3 separate regions of the Zea mays genome follow, and regions 2 and 3 are each linked to region 1. A link is a contact called in public Hi-C data. All regions are on one chromosome and are shown on one strand. The core of a region is the stretch at or near the end of the contact, and the rest is flanking DNA. Distances in the headings are between cores, read along the strand shown.

Region 1 (3,313 bases), core at 491-2,990:
ATCGTAATCATATCTCTCTCTCTCATCATTTGACCAACCAGCTGAACGTCGCCGGTCCCTCTCCTCAGATATCTGCTCAGTTCGTCCACCTACATTGTCATGCCACCTCACACTTGAGGCTGAATTCTCCTTCTGCCCTGTATGTCTAGCATCAAATGTGCTCCTAAAATTTGAAGCCCTCTTTGAATCATCCTCATGCAATGAAGATGCTCCCGCAGACTTTTGAGATCTCACCATAGAGTAGTACCTTCTGTCAGCAAGATCTTGCTCATTGTAACCAATCTCTTTGTCATTCCAATGACGTGATCTCAAGAGTGAAACATCCTCTCCATCTGTATCTTCACTTCTTCTTGGGTGCCGTGAAACATATCTGTGGTCATTTCTATGGCGCCTGCCTTCTCTCCTCACAATAACCTTATCATCGATCTCAAAATCCCTACTCTCTCTTCTACGATCAAATCCTCCTATATCCTCTGCATACCGACCAGCCCTCCTGACATTGGCCACATCATCAGAGTTAAAATTCCTCCTGTCTCTTATGCAGTTATATTCCCTGCCATCATCACAGTACCTTCTAGTTTCAACACTCCTTGTGTCAACTGCATCATTGGGTACAAAATTCCTCGTATCTCTCCCTTCCCATCCCTGCTTTCGCTGCCCCAAGTCAAGATCATCCTCATCATCATAGTACTCACTTCGCTGGCGCCGGTCAGAATCTCTGAAACTATGACGGCCCTCATTCAGATCTCTCCTCTCTCTACGCCGGCTACTGTACACATCCTCACCACTGTAATAGTTTTCTATGCCCTTCCTCCGACAGCAATCCATACAATGACCATCCCCATCATCAACATTACCATCTTCCCATCTCCTACTGAAATGCATCCCACCTACCTCCAATTGACCATAACCGCAATCCTCTTCTTCCTCCTCCGAATCAAGGCATTCCGTCGAAGACCTTCCGTACAGCCACTGGCCGCCCTCATACTCCCACACCTCCTGCCGCATCGCCCTCCCCACCAATCTCGGCACATCCCGCCGTACGCATCCAGCTCCAAGCAAGGTCCCATCCCCGGAACTGCCGCAGCGGCACTCAGGCGCTTTCAATCGCCGGCGGATCGCCCCAAGATCCGGCCTCCCAGCGCCACTCCCACAGCACCGGCACTTGTGCGCCTCAACATGACAACAGAGTTGTCCAGCCAGCTGTCTCCCACCACCGCCGTCGCGGCAACAGCCTATGGGTGCTCGCCGGCGGCAGCATCGGGATGCATACGGGCGCGGCGGCGGCGGCAGGAGCCGGAGCTGCGCGGAAAGAAGCAGGTAGGCCGAGTGGCGGAGCAGGCAGCCGTCGAACAAGAAGCGTGGGGCGAGGTACGGGCTCCGCGGGACGACCTTATTATGGTGGCGGTGCTCGTCGGCGTCGTCGCAATGGCAGAGGTGGGGAGGGGGGTGGTAGAAATAGGAGTAGGAGGAATGGGCGTGCAAGGATGGCTTCGCGGCCCTCAGCGCAAAGGCCGCGGCGGAGTAGGAGCTGTACATGACAGCGGGAAGAGAATTGGCAGCGGCCGGCGGCGCTGCCTTGTGCCTGTGGCTCCGGCTCCTCGTTTCGGGTGGGATGCAGCTGGAAGTGTGTGTTCGTGTTGGAAATCTGTGGGAATATATGGCAGGGATGGATTCATGGATGTCGATTTGCCTCGTGTCGGATCGTTGAAGGCCTGAAGCTCGACAGTCCGCCCAAATCACTACTGTTGGGTTGTTTTGTTATATCACGTTTATATCTGTCGGCGTTTCAAACCCGGGTGTCCCTAGACCGATGAGTAAATTGTCGCCGCGTACCCCAGCCCAGATAGGTCGACACGAGACGGAGCACGAAGGGGGAGGAAGCCGGAGGGAGACAGGCGTAAAGGGGGAAACCCGCGGCCTTCGTGTTTGTCCCGCGCCCAGGTCGGGTGCGCTTACAGTAGGGGGTTACAAGCGTCCACGCGGGAGGGAGCGAGCGGCTTACGTGAGCGCCGTCCCGTCCTTCCCCGCGCAGCCAACCCTCCGTAAGAGGGTCCTGGACCTTCCTTTTATAGGCGTAAGGAAAGGATCCAGGTGTACAATGGGGGGTGTAGCAGTGTGCTAACGTGTCTAGCGGAGGAGAGCTAGTGCCCTAAGTACATGCCATCGTGGCAGCCGGAGAGGTTTTGGCACCCGATTCGTGTGGTGTCGTGGCCGTCGGAGGAGCGCTGGAGCCTGGCGGAAGGACAGCTGTCGGGGCTGTCGAGTCCTTGCTGACGTCTCCTTGCTTCCGTAAGGGGGCTGAGAGCCGCCGTCGTCATAGAGCATGCGGGGCGCCATCATTACTTGTTTACCGGGACGAGCCAGATGGGACGTCGGTCTTGTTCCCCGTAGCCTGAGTTAGCTTGGGGTAGGGTAATGATGGCGCCTCCTGTGACGTGGTCGGTCCGAGCCCTGGGTTGGGCGAGGTGGAGGCCCCTCCGAGGTCGAGGTCGAGTCTGTCTTCCGAGGCCGAGGTCGAGTCCGAGCCCCTGGGTCGGGCGAGGTGGAGACCGTCGGCTGAGGCCAGGGCTGAGTCCGAGCCCTGGGGTCGGGCGATGCGGAGTTCGTCGTCTTCCGGGGCTGAGCCCGAGTCCGAGCCTTGGGGTCGGGCGAAGCGGAGTTCGTCGTCTTCCGGGGCTGAGCCCGAGTCCGAGCCCTGGGGTCGGCGAAGCGGAGTTCGTCGTCTTCCGGGGCTGAGCCCGAGTCCGAGCCCTGGGGTCGGGCGATGTGGAGTTTCCTATGGCGCCTGAGGTCGGACTTGGCTGCTGTCAGCCTCGCTCTGTCGAGTGGCATAGCAGTCGGAGCGGCGCAGGCGACGCTGTCCTCTTGTTAGGCCGGTCAGTGGAGCGGCGAAGTGACTGCGGTCACTTCGGCTCTGTCGACTGAAGGGCGCGCGTTAGGATAAGGTGTCAGGCCACCTTTGCATTAAATGTTTGCGTTAAATGCTCCTGCGATACGGTCGGTCGACGTGGCGACTTGGCCAAGGTTGCTTCTTGGCGAAGATTGGGCCTCGGGCGAGCCGAAGGTGCGCCCGTTGCTTGAGGGGGTCCTCGAGCGAGACGTGAATCCTCCGGGGTCGGCTGCCCTTGCCCGAGGCTGGGCTCGGGCGAGGCGAGATCGTGTCCCTTGAGTGGACCGAGCCTTGACTTAATTGTACCCATCAGGCCTTTGCAGCTTTGTGCTGATGGGGGTTACCAGCTGAGATTAGGAGTCTTGAGGGTACCCCTAATTATGGTCCCCGACAGTAGCCCCCGAGCCTCGAAGGGAGTGT
Region 2 (3,313 bases), core at 440-2,939, 220 kb before region 1:
CATCGACGACTTGGGGTTTCTATTGATGTTTGTGCAGCTGCCAGGGGGAGTGTTTTTTGTTCGAGGTAGGAAATTGGAGTTGTTCTTCATGATGCGCTTGAGCATGGCAACGATGGCCTGTAGCGGCCTCATGCTTTTGGCCCGTCTGCCTAGCATCGATTTGTCTGCAAGCCTTTGAATTTGCGACGAAGTAAAGCTCTTTCGGGTTTGTTGCTTGCTTGTGGTGCGTCTTTGGCTCTCCTAGAGGGTGATCTGCAGTGGTGGAGTCAGAGCTGCTTCATTTTTGGTGCAACGAAGCTCAACAATGATGACATGCCACGATCACTTCTTGGGAGGCCAAGGCTTGTTGTGAGTTTGCGGTGGCATGACAGGGTCCTTGGCTGATGTTCACAGTGGGAAGCAAGAGCTTCTTATTGCTGCTTGTGGTAAGCTCGGCAATGATGACGTTTGGTGGGCTCCATTGGGTGTCCTTTATGTGTATGTGAGTTGCCAGGGTTTGTCATCTGGGTTGACGTGGTGAGTTTTTTCCTGGTTTTCCTTCAAACAAACAGCGTGCCTGTACAGTTTTCGGGCCTAATTCCCTTATAAACCTGATCAAGACCATTCTACTAATTGAAAGGCAAAGCTCCTGCCACTGGGTCAAAAAATGTATGAACCAAATTTGCATGTCAACAAAAATACAAAAATCACAGTCGACCAAACATAATAAAAACAAAATTTCATTTTGGAAGAGTGTAATAAAGGCTAAAGATGATTAAACCCAAAGTTTATCATGGAAACTGAAATCCCATAACTTATAATAGGAAAAACTATCAGTGAAATTGTGAGATGCCAATTGGCCAATAATACAAGAAGAGATAGAAAAACTCTTAATTCGTTCAACCAAGAGATGTAGTATTTTTTTATATCATGGAGACCAGGAGAACATATAAACGGACTTAAAAGAATATGAACCTTAACCATTGCCCTTTTTAGTGGCTAGAGTCTGGAGCTATTCTTTAAATAACCAAAGTAAAAAACCTTGTTTGAGGATCCTACCAATAGGTCTCTGGATTGCACTGATACTCTGACAAGAAGCAACTAGACAGACCTAACACCTAAATTAAGGGACCCCTGGAACAGATATCTCGGTTGAGACTAATTCTGCAAACTAAGGCTACCTAAGCAAACAAGTATGATAGTATAGTATGGCGAACCATTCCTAATCAACCACAAATCATGGCAGAAAACAACCATAAGTACGGACTTGAAGCGTTTCCGGCGGCAAGTAACTAATTAAACTACAAACCAAGATCAGGCCCGAAAGTCACTCCATCCATCTCAATCGGAAAAACGCGTCCTCATTGAAGGACAACCAGGACCGCCAATCTAGATTCAAGAGCAAGAAGGCAGAGCAGCAGACCGCATCTCTACATCACGAGAAGGTTACCCGAAATTGTTGGACAAGAGAGGGTTTTTCACTTCTTCCTCACCTGAGGCGAATAGGCAACGGGGAGGTTGGGCGTCAAGAACTAAGCTTTGCTTCCCCGCCGACAAGCGATCCCCCTCGAGGAATGAAACTGTTGGGGAGACGGAGAGGAGCGGGTGCAGTGTGGACGGATGACAACGTGAGGAGCGGGGCCGAGGTGGCGGTGGCCAGTGCCCAGTGGTGACTCGCTGGAGGAGTGGAGGTGGACTCCACCGGAGTAGGTGCCGAAATAGCGGAGATGCCGTTGTTTGAGGTCGATAATTTGTGGTTTCAGTTTCCACCCTCACACCCCGCTCTCTCTCTCAACCCCCTGGGCCCCCGCTTGTCGTCGCCTTCCCTCGCGCATCTGCTCGCTCTCTCTTCGGCGGGCCCCACCCACCAGCGGCTCCGCCCGTGCGCGTCCGCATCTGTCGCCCGTCAGTGACCATCAGCCCCACAACCGTCTCCAATGCCCCGCGCCTACGTCGCGCCCCGCGCGAAACCACCGCTCCGACCCCTTTGAAGTCTCTGTGCACACTCATTTCTCCCCCCGCCTCACTTCTCTCGTCCCAGCCGCACTCGCCCGAGCTACCCTTGCCCTCGCCCCGAGCTCGCCGGAGCCCCCACCGTCGAGCCGCTCGCGCCCTGGATTCCCCACGACGAGGTCACCCTGCCGTCCCTGATCGTGGTCCGCAACCGCCGCTCGGAGCTCCGCCCTGACCGAGCCTCACTCGAGGTAAACTCACCCACCAGACTTTCTTTTCTCTCTCTCTCCCGTTTTCTCTTCTCCGTCGTGTAGTTGCCGGTGGTGACCGGCGACAGCCTTGCTCCGTCATGCCTGGGTCCTTCGGTCGACCGCCACCACCCCACGTTCCCTAGAGCACCGCTGGATTTCCGCCGGATACTAACACCCCGTCCAATCCATGGACCGACGATACTTACTCCTGGTAGCTCTCTAGGATCATATATTATCCATACAGACCAACACATGTTTTTTATGCACATTTTGTTCTCACTCATGCCCACCCAAGAAAACTACTCAGTCGATCACTCATCCCAAATTTCTCTAAACCAATCATGCTTAACTTAGAGGTTTTTTCGAGATAGGCTTCCAAAAAAGAAGATGCACCTTATTGGTATGGATACTCTATTAATTCTATTAAGCCTTGGCCAGGATATCACCATCACAGGGGCCAGGATATCACAATCCACCCCCTTAGAAGACCGACGTCCTCGTGGAACCCCAATCTACGAACCTTCCCTCTTAGCCACATCTGTGTGTCTAGTGTCGTCACATGTTATGCCATGTGACCACTCGGGGCCCACATGCGCCATATACCCAAACCCCTAACCCACACACATCCGTGAAACCGCGAGGGTTGGCTCTAATACCACTTGCAACACAATGTCCAATCCCTGGACCGACAATACTTACTTCTAGCAGCTCTCTAGGATTATATATTGTCCCCATAGACCAACACGGGTCTTTTGTGTACACTTTGTCCTCAGTCATGCGCACCCGAGAAAACTTACCGGTCGGTCACTCATCCCAAATTGCTCTAAGCCAAACACGCTTAATTTGGAGGTTCTTTCGAGATAGGCTTCCAAAAAACAAGATGCACCTTATTAGTATGGATACACTATTAATTTTATTAAGCTTTGGGCCAGGATATCACCATCCCAGGGGCCAAGATATCACAGAGACCTTCCCCATTCTCATGCATGTGTGGCCGGAGGAGGAAGGTGACCCTCACAACTAGGCCCCGCCTGGCAGCCTCCCCGCGCCGGTCCTCCCTTTTCCCCCTTTCTGAGTCGCTGACGCCCGACCCCACTCGGCAACCACACCAGCCCCCTCCCTTTTTCTTT
Region 3 (3,313 bases), core at 476-2,975, 140 kb after region 1:
TGGCACTGGATAACTTGCCTCAAAGCGGGGCACGAAGTTGTAACACCCCGAAGTTGTTTATGGTACTGCTCCTTCCCAGCTGCCTTTGTTTGGTAAGATAATTCATGAATATTACAGAAACACCTAGCATCTAGCTCTAGCCCTTGGCTCCTTATAGCCCAAATGAAAACCCCCACTTTAATCAAAGCTTCGAGAGTAAGTTGATGACGGTATATTTCAAACGTCTTCAATACTTCAACCAGCACCTTGTGCATTGGAAAACAAAGCCCAGCCTTCATGAAGCTTTCAAAAACCACCACTTCATCTGCTTCGAGAAGAGAAACAATGCTTTCTCCTCCAACCCTGACAATGGATATATCGTGAAAATATTTTTTCTTCATCCCTTCAATCTGTCCTTGTTTAACACTGGACTTTCCAAAAACAACATGGCTTGGCCTCCACGGCTGTTCTTCGGCATCTTCATTTCCACTCTCCACATCAAAGTTATCACTGTCGCTGGAATCTCTAGATAGCCCAGCCAACATCTCATTAGTGATTTTTTCAATGTTGGTCTTTTCCATTGCTTCGTAAAAACCAGCAGGTGTGGGGTCTACAATATGCTTTTCTCCAGCCATTTCGATGATGATCACAGAAAATACCGAAGCTCAAAAAATAATTGCGCTCACAAAAAAAGAAGGCTAAAATGACAATCATAGCACAAAATAGCTAGATGACACGAAAAATATTCACAGCGCAAACCTCTATATATATACTCAGATCTCCACTGGTCGGTGGGTCCCACGATTCAGAACAATTCGCTATTCTAGCGAAGGGAAGGTGTTTTTCGGACCTTCGGCTAAAGGTCCTCAAAAACACAACTAACCATTTGTTTTTAGTATAATATTGATTATTACAGGAGCTTCGTCATAAACAAAGATACATGATGAAAGTTGTTAGAGGTCTTCTCCTCCGATGAAGATACTATTTGACAGCTATACCAACGATTGCTGAAGTTACCATCGAAGATCAATAACTTTGGCTTAAAGTGATGACGAAGGTTAAAAAACATGGTGTGAGGTCAAGGAAGAAAAGACTAGTCAATCCCTGGTAGTTTATGTTATGATCATGTGTGCATATTAGGGTTATAAATGTAATTTTACCCGGGTTGTGTCCTATGCCTATAAATAGGTGAACAATATCACCGTACTGTTCACACTGGATTGTAACTACTCTCGCGTCAACACCTTCGAACAAACCGAAGATATCGATGTAATATAAATTATGTTAATGTTCATATGTATATTATGAAATACATATGTGTATGAATGAATAAATTACATTTATTATCTTTATGTACTCTTATTCTCATGAATGATGAAAGTGTGTCTTTTACGGACTTCGTCTGAAGATCATTATATCCAAAATAAAATAATGCTTCGGAGGACGAAAGTCCCTAATCTTTAACAATTGTATTGCCTTGTTCTTGATTCATAATATTTGAGAATAAGTGACCAACAAAATTTATCATTTTCGAATAACTGACAATTTCGATGCCATATTTCGACCGTTGGTTTTTCGTTTTAGTCCTGCTAGAAAAATGCGAAAACAAAATCAATTTAGCTGTTCTACCCGTAAGAGGGTGTTTGAATGCATTAGAGATAATTGTTAGTGGCTAAAATTAGTTGAGACATCGAAAGCCCCTAGCTATTTTTGATAAATTAGTTAATAGATAGATATCTATTTGTTTGCATTCAAATACCCATAATTCTCACGTAAACTGCAACGCCCTACAGCACAAAACTCAAATCGCAGTTCCCGTCCATCTGTCACCACCTCGCTCTCTACATTGCGGAACCCTATTCTCTCATCGCGCTCTCGCCTCACCGGCGCCGCCAATCCGCCGGCGAGCTAGGGCTTTCTGATCACTGGCCTCTCCAGTTTCCCGCCACCATGGGGGTCGACAGCGACGACGAGGATCTCGTCGTCTATGGGACGCCCATCGAGCGAGAGGAGGACACCTCCGCCCGCAAGCGCCGGGCCGTCGCCGAGGCTGGCCAACTCCGCGCCCTCCCTGCCTGGAAGCAGGAGGTCTTTCTCTCACCTCCCTCCTTCTTCTTCTCCACCTCCCAATCTCCCTATCCTGTATCTGTATCGTTGCGGTAGGACAGAATATGTGCTCTGTTACGGTGTTGGTATTGATGGATTCGAGATATACTAGGGCATGCAATTTCGTGAGTAGCAATGCAACAGGTGTTGCGTTTTTTTAATGTTTACGGTTTGTGGAGCAACTGGGGTGCATTTGGTTGTGACCAAGAGAGACTGCACATACTCTTCCATTTGGGGTTTGCTCACATGTCTGCTGCTATGTTTAGCTTTGGTGGCACATATTATAAATAGAGCTGTGCTAATTTTCTGCTTGTACCACTGGGGTTGGGGTGAAAGCAAGTTCGAGTTTTTTAGGGCAATCGGCTTTATGCCCAGTTTTGTTAGTTGGGCAATATGTCAACTAGGAAAATTCAGAGACAGAATAATGGTCCAAATTGTGAATTATATCTGCCTACTCCCTCCGTCCCAAATTATAAGTCGTTTTAGGTGCATAGAAAGCTATGCACCTAGAAAAGACAAAACCACTTATAGTTTGGGACGGGCGGAGTACTTCTCAAATGAGATGATTAATTCCATCATCCTGCAGAATACTGTCAATCCTGTTGTTTATCCTTGTGTATGCTTGTTAGTCAAACCATATTTCAGTAACTAATTCCTTGATTGTGAGTTACTGCTGATCTCATAATGGAATGGGTTTTCATGTAGTTCAGATGTGTTTTTTACTCAACTATTTCTCTATTAGTTTCTAGGTTACTTACGTGGATGCTATTTATCTGTCTGGACTTTGGATAGTGCAATGTTGGCTCAAAAGAAAAAAAGATAGACCTGGTGCTGAAGGCTCCGGGGTCTGGGAAAGGGATAAACAGAGGCAAGCCTTCTTCCCACAATTGCGGAGAGGCTGCTTTCAACACACGACTTAGTGGGACAGCTCTCACCACTGCACGAGACGTGTCCCTCTAAAACTACTAACTCACAAAATTATAAAATTTGTGATTTTGTAGCCATTGTGATCTTGTATTTGTATCAACAAATGGTTGATGCTGCATGTTTGCAGGGAATATGAGAATTCATTACAACATATCATTTATTTTTACTACTGAGTTATAGTATGGATTGACTTGTATCTTTTGTGAGTTACTTCTCTTTGTACTTGTTGAGCTTGTGCATTGTAGATTTGAACTGAAGTCATGTGGCATTTGATTTACTTCCAAGTTTTATTGTTGTTTTC

The links. Hi-C and Micro-C count contacts between places; a contact is called where the count stands out from the background.
Region 2: a Hi-C map of leaf shows a contact between it and region 1, with 5 times the contacts expected there. The contact joins the promoter of LOC100278162 here to the promoter of LOC103638369 in region 1. A contact is called at or near these places in 4 of 25 Hi-C or Micro-C datasets (ear, endosperm, leaf and 1 more) and 1 of 3 datasets of contacts at active chromatin or transcription factors (leaf).
Region 3: a Hi-C map of endosperm shows a contact between it and region 1, with 4 times the contacts expected there. The contact joins the promoter of LOC103638373 here to the promoter of LOC103638369 in region 1. A contact is called at or near these places in 6 of 25 Hi-C or Micro-C datasets (ear, endosperm, leaf and 2 more).

Annotation. Positions count from the first base shown.
Region 1 is chr9:51,242,278-51,245,590 of Zm-B73-REFERENCE-NAM-5.0, forward strand. It overlaps LOC103638369 (tRNA(adenine(34)) deaminase, chloroplastic), which reads right to left and starts at 1,741. Exons shown (of 4, transcript XM_008661302.3): 1 at 1-1,741. The coding sequence starts at 1,539.
Region 2 is chr9:51,026,349-51,029,661 of Zm-B73-REFERENCE-NAM-5.0, forward strand. LOC100278162 reads right to left here and starts at 1,690. Exons shown (of 3, transcript NM_001407753.1): 1 at 1,473-1,690.
Region 3 is chr9:51,384,384-51,387,696 of Zm-B73-REFERENCE-NAM-5.0, forward strand. It overlaps LOC103638373 (G patch domain-containing protein TGH homolog), which reads left to right and starts at 1,726. Exons shown (of 16, transcript XM_008661305.4): 1 at 1,726-2,067. The coding sequence starts at 1,930.